2 separate regions of the Sus scrofa genome follow, and region 1 is linked to region 2. A link is a contact called in public Hi-C data. All regions are on one chromosome and are shown on one strand. The core of a region is the stretch at or near the end of the contact, and the rest is flanking DNA. Distances in the headings are between cores, read along the strand shown. Region 1 holds the start of EEF2K (eukaryotic elongation factor 2 kinase). Region 2 holds the start of POLR3E (DNA-directed RNA polymerase III subunit RPC5).

Region 1 (6,331 bases), core at 761-3,260, 100 kb before region 2:
CATGGATACCTAGATAGCAGCTCTGTCTCTGGCCTGCCCACACTTGTTTCTCTGTGTCTGCCTGGGACTCACCTGAACACTCAGCACTCCCTCCAGTTCCATGGGAGAATTTGGTCACACCATTCCAGGCTTTGACCAAAGAACTCTTTGGGGTGTAGGGAGGGGGCTATGTCTCACATCCCACCACAAACTGTTTAAACAGCCCCCACAAGCCATCACCCAACTGGGAGCTTTTCCCCATCCTTCTCAAATCACCTGGCTGCTTCCGCATGGGGCCGTCCCTCCATCCTACCTGCAGGAGAAGAGGGGGGGTCCTTCAAATTTCTCTCTCTCTCTCTTTTTTTAACCCCAAACCAGCAGGAGCCCTGAAATAAAGATGCCCTTTACCAAGAAGAGCCACCTTGGACATCTGCTGGGCAAATGTATCTCTAAAGCCTCATTTTTAAAAATCATTTTTATTTTTTCCATTGTAGTTGGTTTACAGTGTTCTGTCAATTTTCTACTGTACAGCAAAGCGACCCAGTCACATACACACACACGTATATTCTTTTTCTTACATTATCCTCCATCATGTCCATCACAAGTGACTAGATATAGTTCTCTGTGCTACACAGCAAGATCTCATTGCTTATCCCCTCCAAATGCAGTAGTTTGCATCTATGAACCCCAAGCTCCCAGTCCATCCCACTCCCTCCCCCACCTTGGTAACCACAAGTCTGTTCTCCAAGTCCATGCATTTCTTTTCTGTGACAAGCTTCATTTGTGCCGTATATTAGATTCCAGATATAAGCGACATCCTACGGTATTTGTTAAAGCCTCATTTTTATGATCTGTAGAGTAAAGCTAGTGAGACCTACCTCTAGGGTTGGTGTGAAGAGGAATGAGATAAATCACTCGATAAACATCACTGTTACTTTTATTTCTAAGAGTTGTGAAATTTCTAAAATTTCCCTAGAAGGTTTATCTGGAAGAATATCCATGTGTGCACAGTAGTTATCATTCGTTTTATTGCCTTTTCTTCTTTATAACTTTTCATATCTATTCATTCATATCACAGGCATTTATTAAGCACTTACTATGTGCCAGGCCATGTGCTAACAGGAATACAGACAGCAATGTACTAGGCAGGTCAGGGACCTCTAGAGATGATATTAAACAATTATACACATTCCTACTGTATAGCATAGAGAATTGTATCCAGTCTCTTGAGATAGACACCATGGAAGATGATATAAGAGACAGAATGTATGTACATGTGTGACTGGGTTGCTTTGCTGTACAGCAGAAATTGGCACAACATTATAAATTGAAAACATTTAAAAGTTAGTGTTCCTGACGTGGCGCCCCGGAAACAAATCCAACTAGGAACCATGAGGTGGCAGGTTTGATCCCTGGCTCACTCAGTGGGTTAAGGATCTGGCATTGCCGTGAGCTGTGGTGTAGGTCGCAGACGTGGCTCAGATCCAGCGATGCTGTGGCTGTGGCGTGGGCCAGCAGCCTTAGCTCGGCTCAGAGGCCTAGCCTGGGAACCTCCATATGCCAGTGGGTGGGGCCCTAAAAAGACAAAAATAAAGAATAGAAAAATTATACACATGATTGCCGTAGTCATAAGCGCCTAAGTTTTTACGAAGCAGAAATCCGGGGTGGGATGGGGGGGCGATCCATTCTTGATAAAAATATTTTAAGGTTATGCTTAGAGAAGTACCAACGACGACATGCGATCACTCTTTGGAAAGGACTTGAATACAGAACGAGGCAGCCAGCTATGGAGGATGGTAAGGTGCGGTGCGCAAGGGAGGAGTTGGCTGTCCCTTGGCGGGTCAGTGCCAGGCCCTCCCCACCCGATGGGCCCTGAAGCCGTATACTCAGCAGGCTGGGGAGCTGGGGACGGAGCGCCGGCAGGTCCACGCGGCGGCTGCAAAAGCGGTGACGGCCACGGGAGGGCGGCCACGTGAACGATGCACCGAGTGCCCGCCCGGCCGTGGCCCCGCCCCTGCCTGCCTCCTCCTACCCAAGCCCCAGCTCCAGCTCGGCTCCAGTGGGGATCCGCCGCCCGCACACCCAGCGCTGCAGCCGCCCCAGCTCCGCAGACAGTGGTCTGCGCCCGCGCCCTTGGAACGCGCCCCCAGCACACGGGATCCTTCCAGCAGCCCCGCGTGCCCCCTTGCGCCCCGGGATCGGTCCGGCGGCCGCAGCTGCCTCCTTGGAGCGCCCGCCTGCGCGCCCGGCTCTCCGCTCCCCGGCGCTCTCGGGGGGCCCGCCCGCCCTGCACCCTGGAGCACCGGGCCACGAGCTTCTGCCAGCTCCTCTGGATCCTCGCGGCCGTGAGCAGCGGCTGCCTCGCCTGTCCGCCCGGAGCAGGTAGGTGGGGTGGCGGTTGGCTCTGAGAGCCGGGATCGGGCGCTGCAAACAGGCTGGGGCTTAAAAGTGAGGACCCAGGCGGAAGGGACGGGTGAGGGTTAGGCTCTTCGGGGCTCAGTGTTTGCTTCTGTAAAATGGGGCCGTCGTGCAGATTCACGGCAGTGACTATAGGAAAACTACTCGGCACGTGATGGTGTGGGAGAGGCAGCTTGGGGGCCGCCAGCCGGGGCGCCTCGGGGCCCGCAGAGGGTGGGGACAGCCCTGCCTTCCTTCCCCTGCAGGGCCCAGAGCCACGTCCCCTTCCCCGGCCCCCGAACAAGAGGCCCTAATTCCCAGAACCCCGAGGACAGTGTAGACGCGCCCTTGCTGCATTGTTGGCTGCGGGAGTTCGGGTGTTGGCAGTCTCCGGGGACGTGTGCGCCAAGAGACTGGGCATTAATATGCGGGCGGCGACGCGGGGGCGGGAGCCTACCGGGTGAGTCCCGGCCTAGATCCGCTCCGCGGGCCTGGGGGAACGCGGGGAACCAGCCTGGTTGTCCGGCTAGTGAGAGGGAGGGGGGCTGCTCCGTCTGCCCCGTGGGGACGCGGTGTGAGAGCCTGACTTCTGGGACCTCCACCCTGGAAGCTGCCTGCCTTGGGGCCCATCAGCCAGGACATTGTCCACCCCCTCTGATTTTACGGAGGAGGAACTTGAGGCTCAGAATGAGCCAAGGGCAGATACCCGGAACTGTGGGAATATAGAGCGAGCAGGTGAGAGCGGAGAGCAAACGCTGTGTGTGTGTGTGTTGGGGGGAAGGTTATTGGGCAAGACTTCCTGAAGAAAGTGATGCTTGAGCTGAGCTGGAAAGGATGCCAGTGGGAGGAGGAAGGGTATAGGGGTGGAGTTGTGCAGGTGTCTTCTCCCTCTGTGGGCTCCACAACACCTCACATTCATTCTTTTGGCTCACGTGTGTATTCAACAAATATATTGCTTGATGACGGGAATTCAGGTGTAACATGGTTGGGATTGCCGCCTCCCTTTCCTCTCAAGTTCTTTGATGTTGCGTTTTTTTGTTTGTTTGTTTGGTTTTTTTTTTTTTTTTTTTTTTTTTTTTTGTCTTTTTACGGCCACACCAGCCGGCATATGGAGGTTCCCAGGCTAGGAGTCTAATCGGAGCTGTAGCCGCCAGCCTAAAGCCACAGCAAAGCCAGATCCCAGGTGTGTCTGCAGTCTACACCACAGTTCACAGCAACACCGGATCCTTAACCCACTGAGTGAGGCCGGGGATTGAACCTACCACCTCATGGTTCCTAGTCAGATTTGTTTCCGCTGCACCGCGATGGGAACTCCTCGTGTTCTTCCTAAAGACAGGGTGTAGGCTGGGGTCCCAAGTTCTTATCTTTTGCAGGGTGTGGGGAGGCAGGAAGTAGGGGCCTGATGATCACTTGAAATAGTCTCAGTTTGCATGTGATGCTTTGTGTACATTCTGTGCTTGGAAGTTTTGTTTTTGTGTGTGTGTGCTTTTTTGATTAAGGCTAATTAAGGATGTGTCATTGAAATGATTTTAAAACTTTTTTTTTTGCTTTTTAGAGCTGTACTCGGGGCATATGGAAGTTTCCAGGCTAGGGGTCGAATTGGAGTTACAGCTGCCAGCCTACACCTCAGCCACAGCAACCTGGGTTCTGAGCTGTGTCTCTGACCTACCCCACAGCTCAGGGCAGCGCCGGATCCTCAGCCCACTGAGCGAGACTAGGGATCAAACCCCCATCTCATGCATACTAGTCAGATTGGTTTCCGCTGCACCACAATGGGACCTCCATAAAACATTTTTTAAAGTATTATGTGACAGAGATGGCTCTTGGTCACCAACACCTGTGTCCTCTTCTCCTGGGGTGTCACCCAGATGGATTCCCAGGCTCTCTTCCAGTTGGGTGGGCCTGAACTGAGTTTTGGCTGATGGAATGTGAGCAGACATGGTGGGTGCCCCTCTCAAGCCCAGACCCTAAAAACCTGCCCCTCTTTTCCCATTGACCCACAGAGATTAGAGGACTTAGGGCCTGGAGAAGGACAGAGCCCCGAGCTGGAAGGAGCCTGGGCCCCTGCATAACTGGAGCAGAGCTTCCTCTTTCCCCTCTGCGCTGGTCTGTGGCTGTCTCCTGATGAGAATGGGGCTCTGGAGCTGTTTGGAAGGTCCGGGGTGAGAGGGGCTTATTGGTTCCGGCCTGCCGCTCGGGGTGATCAGGCTGGGCTGTTCCACAGGGTGGCAGGGTGACTTTAGACCATTTTTCTTCCACTGGTCACATCTCCCAAAGACGTCTTGTCCAGTCTTTGGCGGGATGGGCAGACACTAAGAGCAGTGTGGAAGACAGCTGAAGGTCACTAGCAGAAACTTGGATTTGTTCAAGCTCATTCTCTAGGATTTACTCTTTCTTGGTCCGATTCTTTAAGCTGATACAGAAAAAGCTGATGATCAGGCCTATATTCAAAGGAATAGTGGCTGGCTGGGCTGATGGAAAAATAAAAACTTTGGGGAGTTCCTGTTGTGGCTCAGTGGTTAACGAACCCGACTAGGATCCATGAGGACGCGGGTTCGATCCCTGGCCTCGCTCCGTGGGTTAAGGATCCGGTGTTGCAGTGAGCTGTGGTGCAGACGTGGCATCGCAGACACGCCCCGGATCTGGGGTTGCTGTGGCTGTGGTGTAGGCTGGCAGCTGTAGCTCCAATTGACCCCTAGCCTGGGCCCTCCATATGCTGTGGGTGGGACCCTAAAAAGCAAATAAGTAAATAAATATAAGAAAAAGTAAAAAGTTTTGTGTTGGGGAAATCAGTTCTGTGGCCCAAGAACTGAGAATGTTCTAGAATACAGTGGGATAGTGATGGATACGAGGTAAAAGCAGCTTGGGCCTTAGTATGTTGCTGGATTAAACTCTTGCAGCCCAGGCTGATGGGCACAAGCAAGAAGGCTTCAAACAAAGGAAGGGGAGTCGCTGTCATGGCTCAGCAGTTAATAGTATCTATGAGGACGCGGGTTCGATCCCTGGCCTCGCTCAGTGGGTTAAGGATCCGGTATTGCTGTGAGCTATGGTATGGGTCACAGACACGGCTCAGATCCTGTGTTGCTGTGGCTAGGGTGTAGGATGGTGGCTACAGCTCTGATTTGACCCCTAGCCTGGTAACCTCCATATGCCATGGGTGTGGCCCTAAAAAGTGAGTTACTAATAGGCTGATGGTAAAGCAGAAGGTGACCGTCTCTGGGTCCCCAAAGTCCCAGGGCTGTGGAACATTCCGAGAAGCATTTCAGATACCTGGCAATTCAGAGGGTGGGCAGTGTTCGGTCCTCCAGCTGGGACACTTCTGAGACTTGGCAAGGCCCCCGCGGGGAGTGGCCAGAAGGCAGGTGGTGCAAGTGCAGAACGTTTCTCTTAGCCAGGGGTTCTCCAACTTCTGTGCAGTTGGTACCATCTGGCGGGCTTGCTGGGCCCACCCCAGACTTGACTTGAGCAGGACTGGAGCAGGGCCCCAGAATTTGCATGTGACAAGCTCTCAGATGAGGCTGCTGCTTCTGGCAGTGGTCCCAGGATCACACTTTCAGAAGTGGTTCAGCTGATGTAAGCCTGGCTAGACCTGCCCTGGCTTCAAACCCACCTCCCCCTGCCTTCTAGCCCCTGTGATTTGGGGGCAAGAACTCTTTTTTTCAGGGCGGCACCTGCGGCATATGGATGTTCCCAGGATAGGGGTCGAATCGGAGCTGCAGCTGCCAGCCTACACCACAGCCACAGCAACACCAGATCTGAGCCGCATCTGCAACCCACATCGCTGCTCATGGCAACACCAGATCCTTCACCCACTGAGCGAGGCAGGGATCGAACCTACGGCCTCATGGACACGAGTCAGGCTCATTACCACTGAGCCATGATCAGAACTCCCAAGAACTCTTAACCTCTGTAGGATGAAGCTAATGGTGCCTACCTCCTGGGGTCCTAGGGAGGC
Region 2 (6,643 bases), core at 3,003-5,502:
ACTCTTGTAAATTGAATACACCCTTAGGAAAATGAGTAACTTAATAGACGGCTGGGAGAATGAAGTTAAAGAAATCTCCCAGGAAGTGGAACAAAAGGAAAAAAACCTGAATAATAGGAGAGGAAATTCTAGGAGCCAGAGGAGCAGGCACTCTGAGTTGTTCCACAGTGGAACAGTTACAATTGTTACCATTTTTTGCTTTGTGGAGGAATTAGCTCAAAACAGCCTATGATTAGGTACGTGTAGCTTTTTTTTTTTTTTTTTTCCCTCCTTGGTTGCAGGTAAGAGAAATTGACCCTGGCTAACATTATTACCAAAGAAGCACTCGTTTTGAGAAGGAAGTAGCTTCTATATTGGAAGAGAAAAGGGAAACACAATCAGGCCCCAGAAAGGGAGTGCTCTCTTGGGCAGCACATACATATACAAGATGACCACAGTAAGAGATTAGCATGGCCCTTGCATATGAATGACAAGCAAATTCGTGAAGCATTCCATATTTTAAAATAAATAAATAAAAATAAATAAATAAGGGAGGTTCCAGGGCACGTGTGGGGATCTAGCAGAAGGTAACCGTTCCCCTGCCAGCCCCACTCGCGAGAGAAATCATTGTGTCTGGTCTCCAGATTCAAGTTCCCAGGATAAAGCATCTGATTGGCCTAATTTGGATCTTATGCCCGCCCCCTTAGTGTTTAATTGACAGCTCCTTCAAGCCCCCCAGGGAGGAGTGTTTCCTCAAGGAAAATAAGAATTGGAAGCAGAAAAGCGGGGGAAAGGATTCTGGAAAGGCAAAAGCAACAGATTCCCAGGAAGAGAAAACGGGCCCTGAAGATTAGAGGGAAGCATTAAAGAAAAGTTTTCAGATTATTTTATTGCAAGCCTATGCCAAAAATGTATTACAATCTTTTTGCAAATGTAAATAAAGCCTCAGGGAGGGTAGTTCTAGGGTCCATACTTGGTTAGGGGCATGTTCTTTAATGTACTTTTTATTACCGTATCCACCTACAAGGAGTAAACTGCACAATCTCAAGTGCAGAGCTTGTTGGATTTGAGAACATTTGCAGCACCCCAGAAATCTCCCTCAGCCCCCACCTCCCCCAGACGATACTCTTCTGACTTTTATTTTGGTAGAGACATTTTACAGGACAAGAGAATGATTAAATAATCATTGTTGAGAGAGAGAGAGAGGGAGAGAAAATGTCCTATTACCATTCACTACCTCCTTGACCGATAACCGGCAGTCAGCTGGGTGGGCGGAAAATTAGTTTCCCAGTACAAATCTCAATGCCAATAAATTTCCGAAGAAAAATGGTTAAGCCTTTTTTTCAGGAATGTTAAGTTCTTTCCAGAGGGAGATTCATGCAGGTACGGTGTGGTCTCAGACCAAGTTTGAGATGATTTTCCTTTTGCAGGAGCAAAGGAGTGAAGAGTGGAGGGGATCCAGGACTGAACCCCCATGTCCATCCGCACTGCCCACAGCTGGAGGCGGACGCCCTTCGGCCTAACAGGCCTCTAGAATGGGGATGGGGGACAAATGGACAGTGTTTGATCTGTGGTGCTTGCCCAGTCCCCTCCACCTGCCCCATTAGCCACACCAAGGGGCAGCCGATTGGACCCGCCAAGGGACAGTCAAGGATTCTCCCCCTACATAAAGCTGCTGGGACCCCGTGGGTCCAGGAGTTCTGATGCAATATTCTGCTTCTCCTGCTTACTAGTTTCACATCTGATTGTCACAAGACAGCTGGGTAATGGGGCTCCAGGTCTGCAAGAAATGTGCAAAAGGAGGCCCTGTGCTCTGCCTTCTAGGATCAGCCTGTATCCCCACAGGCTTCTGTTAAGCATTCGGTTGAGTACGTTTGGGTAGGCACAGAGCTGAATTGCTCCAGAATATTCTGGCAGAAATATCTTTAGCTGTATTTGAGCCATTATCATGCAATTGATGTTCTTTTTTTAAATTTAAACTTTATTTTTTGAGGGTCTTTGGTCCAATTGACCCAATAGCCTTAGCTTTAGCAGAAAAGAGGACTTCATTACCATGATAAAGGGATGTCTCTGAAGAACATGAAATCTCCTGGGCTCTGGGAAGAATCTTGAGATGGGAGCCACAACACCATCAGGATTTCTCTATGATCCTCTGCTCTTCTTCTCATTTTTATCATTCTTTTTACGTACACTGGCTTCCTCTGTTTCTCTAGTCCATCTCACAGAATACGGCCACCCCAACTCCCACTTTCTCCCTAGTTCCAGTCAATCTCAGAGACTAACTCCAACCCTTAACACAGTCAAAATAAATCAGGAACTCATCTTGTCTCAGTTCAGATTGAGAATCTGAATGACCCAACCCCCGTCCAATATTTACCATTGAGCCCCTGGGACATGGTGTGGAAGAAGGGACCAGAGCACAAAGGTGGCTGCCTGGGGACCGACTTTGGATAGACTCTGGGCTGGTCAGGCAATTCCTGGAAAAGAGGGATCAGGCAGAGATTCCCCCAATTGTCCTCCTTTTGGAAAACCCAGCGCACAAGTGAAAAACAAATACAGTCTCTCCTGATACTATAACATTCTGCCTGGATCAATGTTTTCCTTGATCTCAAGGACTATTCCTCATTTAGCTTTGATCCCTGCTCTGCTCTTTGTGCCTGCTCTGGTCTAGATAGATGGCTTTTTCTGTATTTTTTAAAAGATTCCTTTAACAAACTCTCCCAGGACAATGAAATCTTTGCATATCAATACTTAACATGAAGGGAGGAAAAAAAGGGTTGAAGAGGAACTGAAGAGAAGGAGGAATATGAACTGCCCAAATATTAGGGTGTGTGCCAACTGGATATTTACCAGAAACTTGAATTTAACAACTTAATATAAACAACGTAAATTCCATATTCATAGCATGGAATAAATTAGATCTACATCTGTCAAAAATAAATAGAAAAAACATAACTAGAGTAGAAAAGCAAGTGGCAGAATGATATAAGTACAATATAGTAAGGTTTACATAAATGAAAAGCAAAAAATCATAGTATATATTGTTCCTGGGTATATGTACACAGGGGTGGACAGGTGGATAGAAAAGTATGAGAAGTGGACTGGAAGGATACGCATCAAATTCATGACATTTGGGAAGAGGCTTTTATTTTTATTTGTAATAGTCCATTTTTATTTGTAATGGTCTAATATTTTTAATGGATTTTTTAAAGGACAACATATTCGTACTTTTAATAACAAAAGCATATAGGTAGGGAAAAAAGTATACATAGGAAAAAAATTGAAAGTGAAATGCCACAACGTTAGGTGGTGGGTGTATGGATAATTGTTTTTTCTTTGCGCTTTTTCTGTATTTTTAAATATCTATATATGTATCAACCTGGATAGATATTTAAGAAACATAGTGGGGTGAAAAAAGTCAGCTGCAGATAATCATAGTATAATAATATTTATATTCATGTAAAAATCCACAATGATAAAAACGAAACACTCTCCATGGATATATCTATCCATATGAATATATCCGTATATATCCATATAAATTCACAGCAAAAGATCCAGAAGGATACACAGTGTACTAAGTGGAGGGACTTCAATGGGGGACAAAGGTAAAAGAACATTGGTACTTCGTCTGAAAAATTTTAATATTTTGCAATAACCCACATAAAACTTGTGTAACTAAAAATGAAAACACCTGAGCTTTTAGAGAAAACGGCCCACTCGAAAATCCCCCTGGTTTGGCTTTTGGAGCCCCTGGCGCAGGTTACTGCTGAAGTCCATGATGTCTTCCGTGTGGGTTAATTTAGGGTCTCCGGGTTTAATGCCCACTAAGAATACAGATTCTTAAACTGCTTTTCATTCTAAGATCGGTTCGGAACAAGACTGGTCTAAATATTAGAGGAAATATTTTATTTTCTGTACCTGGTATATTCTAAATAGTTCTATTAAGATGAAGTAAAGCACTTAAGCGGAAGAAGAAACGTACACGCAAATGCACATAAACGTATGAAGTAGTTTTCTGGAAGGCACTTTGCATAACCGGGTAGCGTGGCCGAGCGGTCTAAGGCGCTGGATTAAGGCTCCAGTCTCTTCGGGGGCGTGGGTTCGAATCCCACCGCTGCCAAGGTCAATCTTTTGACGGTTTGCAGCTGTTTTGCGCCAGCATCAGCGCCCCCTGCTGCCGGGAAGGGCTGGCTCACCTCATGAATGGAGCGGCGGAGGGGGGCGGGTCCGCGTGCGCCGGGGCGGGGCATTGTGGGTAAAAGGAAGCGCGAGGGCTGGCCCTGCTCCCCCCACGTGTCCGCCCGAGTTTCTCCACCGGCAACATGGCCGCTGCCTGAGAGAAGAGCCGGGCCGCCGCCGCCTCTGCAGCCCGCGGGTACCTGGGCCGTTGCAGCCGCCCGCCTGCGGGCCCCGCGGAGAGGTGAGTGCCGAGTGGGCTGCGCCTGCCCGGGCTGGAGCCGGGCCGCACTCAGGAGGTGGGCCTGGGCTGGGCTGCGGAGTAGGCCGGGAGGCCCGCGCCGCGCGGTGCCCAGAGGCCGGGGGCCGCTCGGGACTCGGTGGGGGAAGGACGGGCAACCTGCCTCAGTCGACCTGGGCCGGCCGCGGGCTTCGACCTCGGCTGGGCCCGGTGGTTGGTGAGGCCGCGGCCGAGGCTGCCGGCGGTGACTCAGGGGCCAGCCGCCTTGCCCCGCCCGGCTCAGGCGGGCCTCCTTATGGGAGCACCTGTCCGAAGGCAGCCGGTGACCTGCCGGCGTGGCGGCTCGTAGCGATGGCTGCGTGGTGGGCGTGAGAAGGGGGCCTGACCACCCGCGAGGGAGGCGAAACCCATTGGACAGTGTGGCTCGGGGCCGGCGGCCCGCCCTGATGGGCAGGGGGAGGATACCCAGGCCCTCTCCTGGCTGCTGAACCAGAGCAGCCTCCGCGCGGCCAGGCCCGGATTTCTTCATTCATTTATTCCAGCCACCACTCAGGGCTAATTGAAAACCAACTACGGGCGGCTGATACAGCCCTGACCATTTGGTCGGAAGAGGTGTCAGTAAGCACGTCAAGTAAACCAGTAAATAAATAAACAAGGTCGCTCTGTTGTGTTAGCTTTAGAATCGTTGGGGCTTGGGGGCAGAAAGAGCTCTTAGCAAGCTTCACAATTTCTTTATCTGTGAAATGGGGATAACAGAATTCCCCACCTCATAGGGTTGTGGTGAGGACTAAGTAGGGTAAGGCGGGAGAAGCCCCAGCTTACAGCATTTTGATTCCTGGCTAGATCTCCTACCCTTTTATATTGGAAGAAAATGTGCCAAGTTGTAACAAACCTGTCCTTGGCTTACATTTATACCTTATTTAACCCTCACCACAGTCCTCTGAGGTCGGTACTTTTGTTATCCCCATTTTAGGGATGAAAATAACGAGCAGTCCTAAGATCAAACAGCTCCAGGTGGGACAAGGGTAGCGAGCAGCAGACCTGGGATTTGAACTTACAGAGTTCTGCCTCAGAGTCCATGCTCTTACCCACCGTACTATCCTGCTTTTTGTTAAAGATGCCTGCAGCATAGTAGTTAAGAACCAGAATAAGGATCTTTTGCCATCAGCTAGACCTAGGTTTGTGTCCTAGCTCTGCCGTTCTCCAGCACTGTGACCCTGGGGTAAGTTAACACTCTGAACTTTGTTTTCTGCTTTCTTAATTGGAGATGGTAAATCTTGATTTAAAGGGCTATTGAGCAGAGAAATGGGAATATGTATTTTAAGTTCTTGGAGAAGGGAGGGTCTGACTCTAGTTTTAAGAGGTAATTCTTCTAGCCCCTAGGCTATCCTTCCCTTGAATGGAAGTGGAAAGGGATGACCCAAAGAGGGGGGGAACGTGTGGAGGGGCACACAGCCAATAAGAACCCGGACCTTGAGACTATTTGCCCAGGGGCCTTTCCCCTTAACTCCGAAGCATCTTGTCCTCACCCTATCTCACTCCCTCTAGGAGCTGGAGATTATTTGCAGTCCCCTCTGCTTTTCAGTTTGGTGGACAGCATAGATGGATGCAGCTGGCTGGGGCCTTCAGGCTGCTCCTCTGCTCTGAACACCTCCTTAGCTCACCTGGCATTCTTGTCCCCTTTCCATTTGTCGAGCAAAACCCCTGATGGGGTCTGTTTTCTGTGCCCAGCACCATGGAGCCACAGCCACAGTGTCCCCTTGTGGCCACAAGTCACCCTGTGGAGGCCCAGGGGTTCACTCACTCCTGCTAGGGAAGCTTAGCTTGTGGTGGCCTGGGAGGACAGGCTACACCCCTATCCTCATGTGTCCAGGAGACCCAAGCCATGAGGCCACTAGTCTCTCAGTGGGGCTGAGCTAGACTCACTGGGTACAGGGTCTGTAGCTGCCTGACGTATGCGTTTTGTGTACTGTATTGAGTGATAATTTTATGCCAGGTCCTGTTCTACATATTGGGAGATCAGCATGAATTTTTTTAAAAAGATAGTAATCCCTCTATCAACTCAGCTTCAACTTTTGTGGTTGAAGCCCTGAGAGGCTGTCATGGAGCTTACATTCTAATGCAGAAGATAGACAACTCAGAAGCAAATAGACTAGGTTTTTCCAGATGGTGATAAGAACCTGAATGTGGTCGTGACTGGAAACAGTTACAGGGCGGAGGTGCTGTTTAAGGTGGATAGTCGGA

What was found. A called contact is a pair of places that touch in the nucleus more often than the background predicts.
Region 1: a contact with region 2 is called in a Hi-C map of embryonic fibroblasts, with 12 times the contacts expected there. The contact joins the promoter of EEF2K here to the promoter of POLR3E in region 2. A contact is called at or near these places in 4 of 5 promoter capture datasets (fetal liver, fetal skeletal muscle and liver), 36 of 47 Hi-C or Micro-C datasets (adipocytes, adipose tissue, alveolar macrophages and 19 more) and 2 of 2 datasets of contacts at active chromatin or transcription factors (alveolar macrophages and skeletal muscle).

What each region holds. Positions count from the first base shown.
Region 1 is chr3:23,975,910-23,982,240 of Sscrofa11.1, reverse strand. It overlaps EEF2K (eukaryotic elongation factor 2 kinase), which reads left to right and starts at 2,010. Exons shown (of 19, transcript XM_003124551.6): 1 at 2,010-2,361.
Region 2 is chr3:23,878,240-23,884,882 of Sscrofa11.1, reverse strand. POLR3E (DNA-directed RNA polymerase III subunit RPC5) reads left to right here and starts at 4,252. Exons shown (of 21, transcript XM_021086481.1): 1 at 4,252-4,402. It overlaps TRNAL-AAG (a tRNA gene), which reads left to right and starts at 4,021; the gene lies at 4,021-4,102.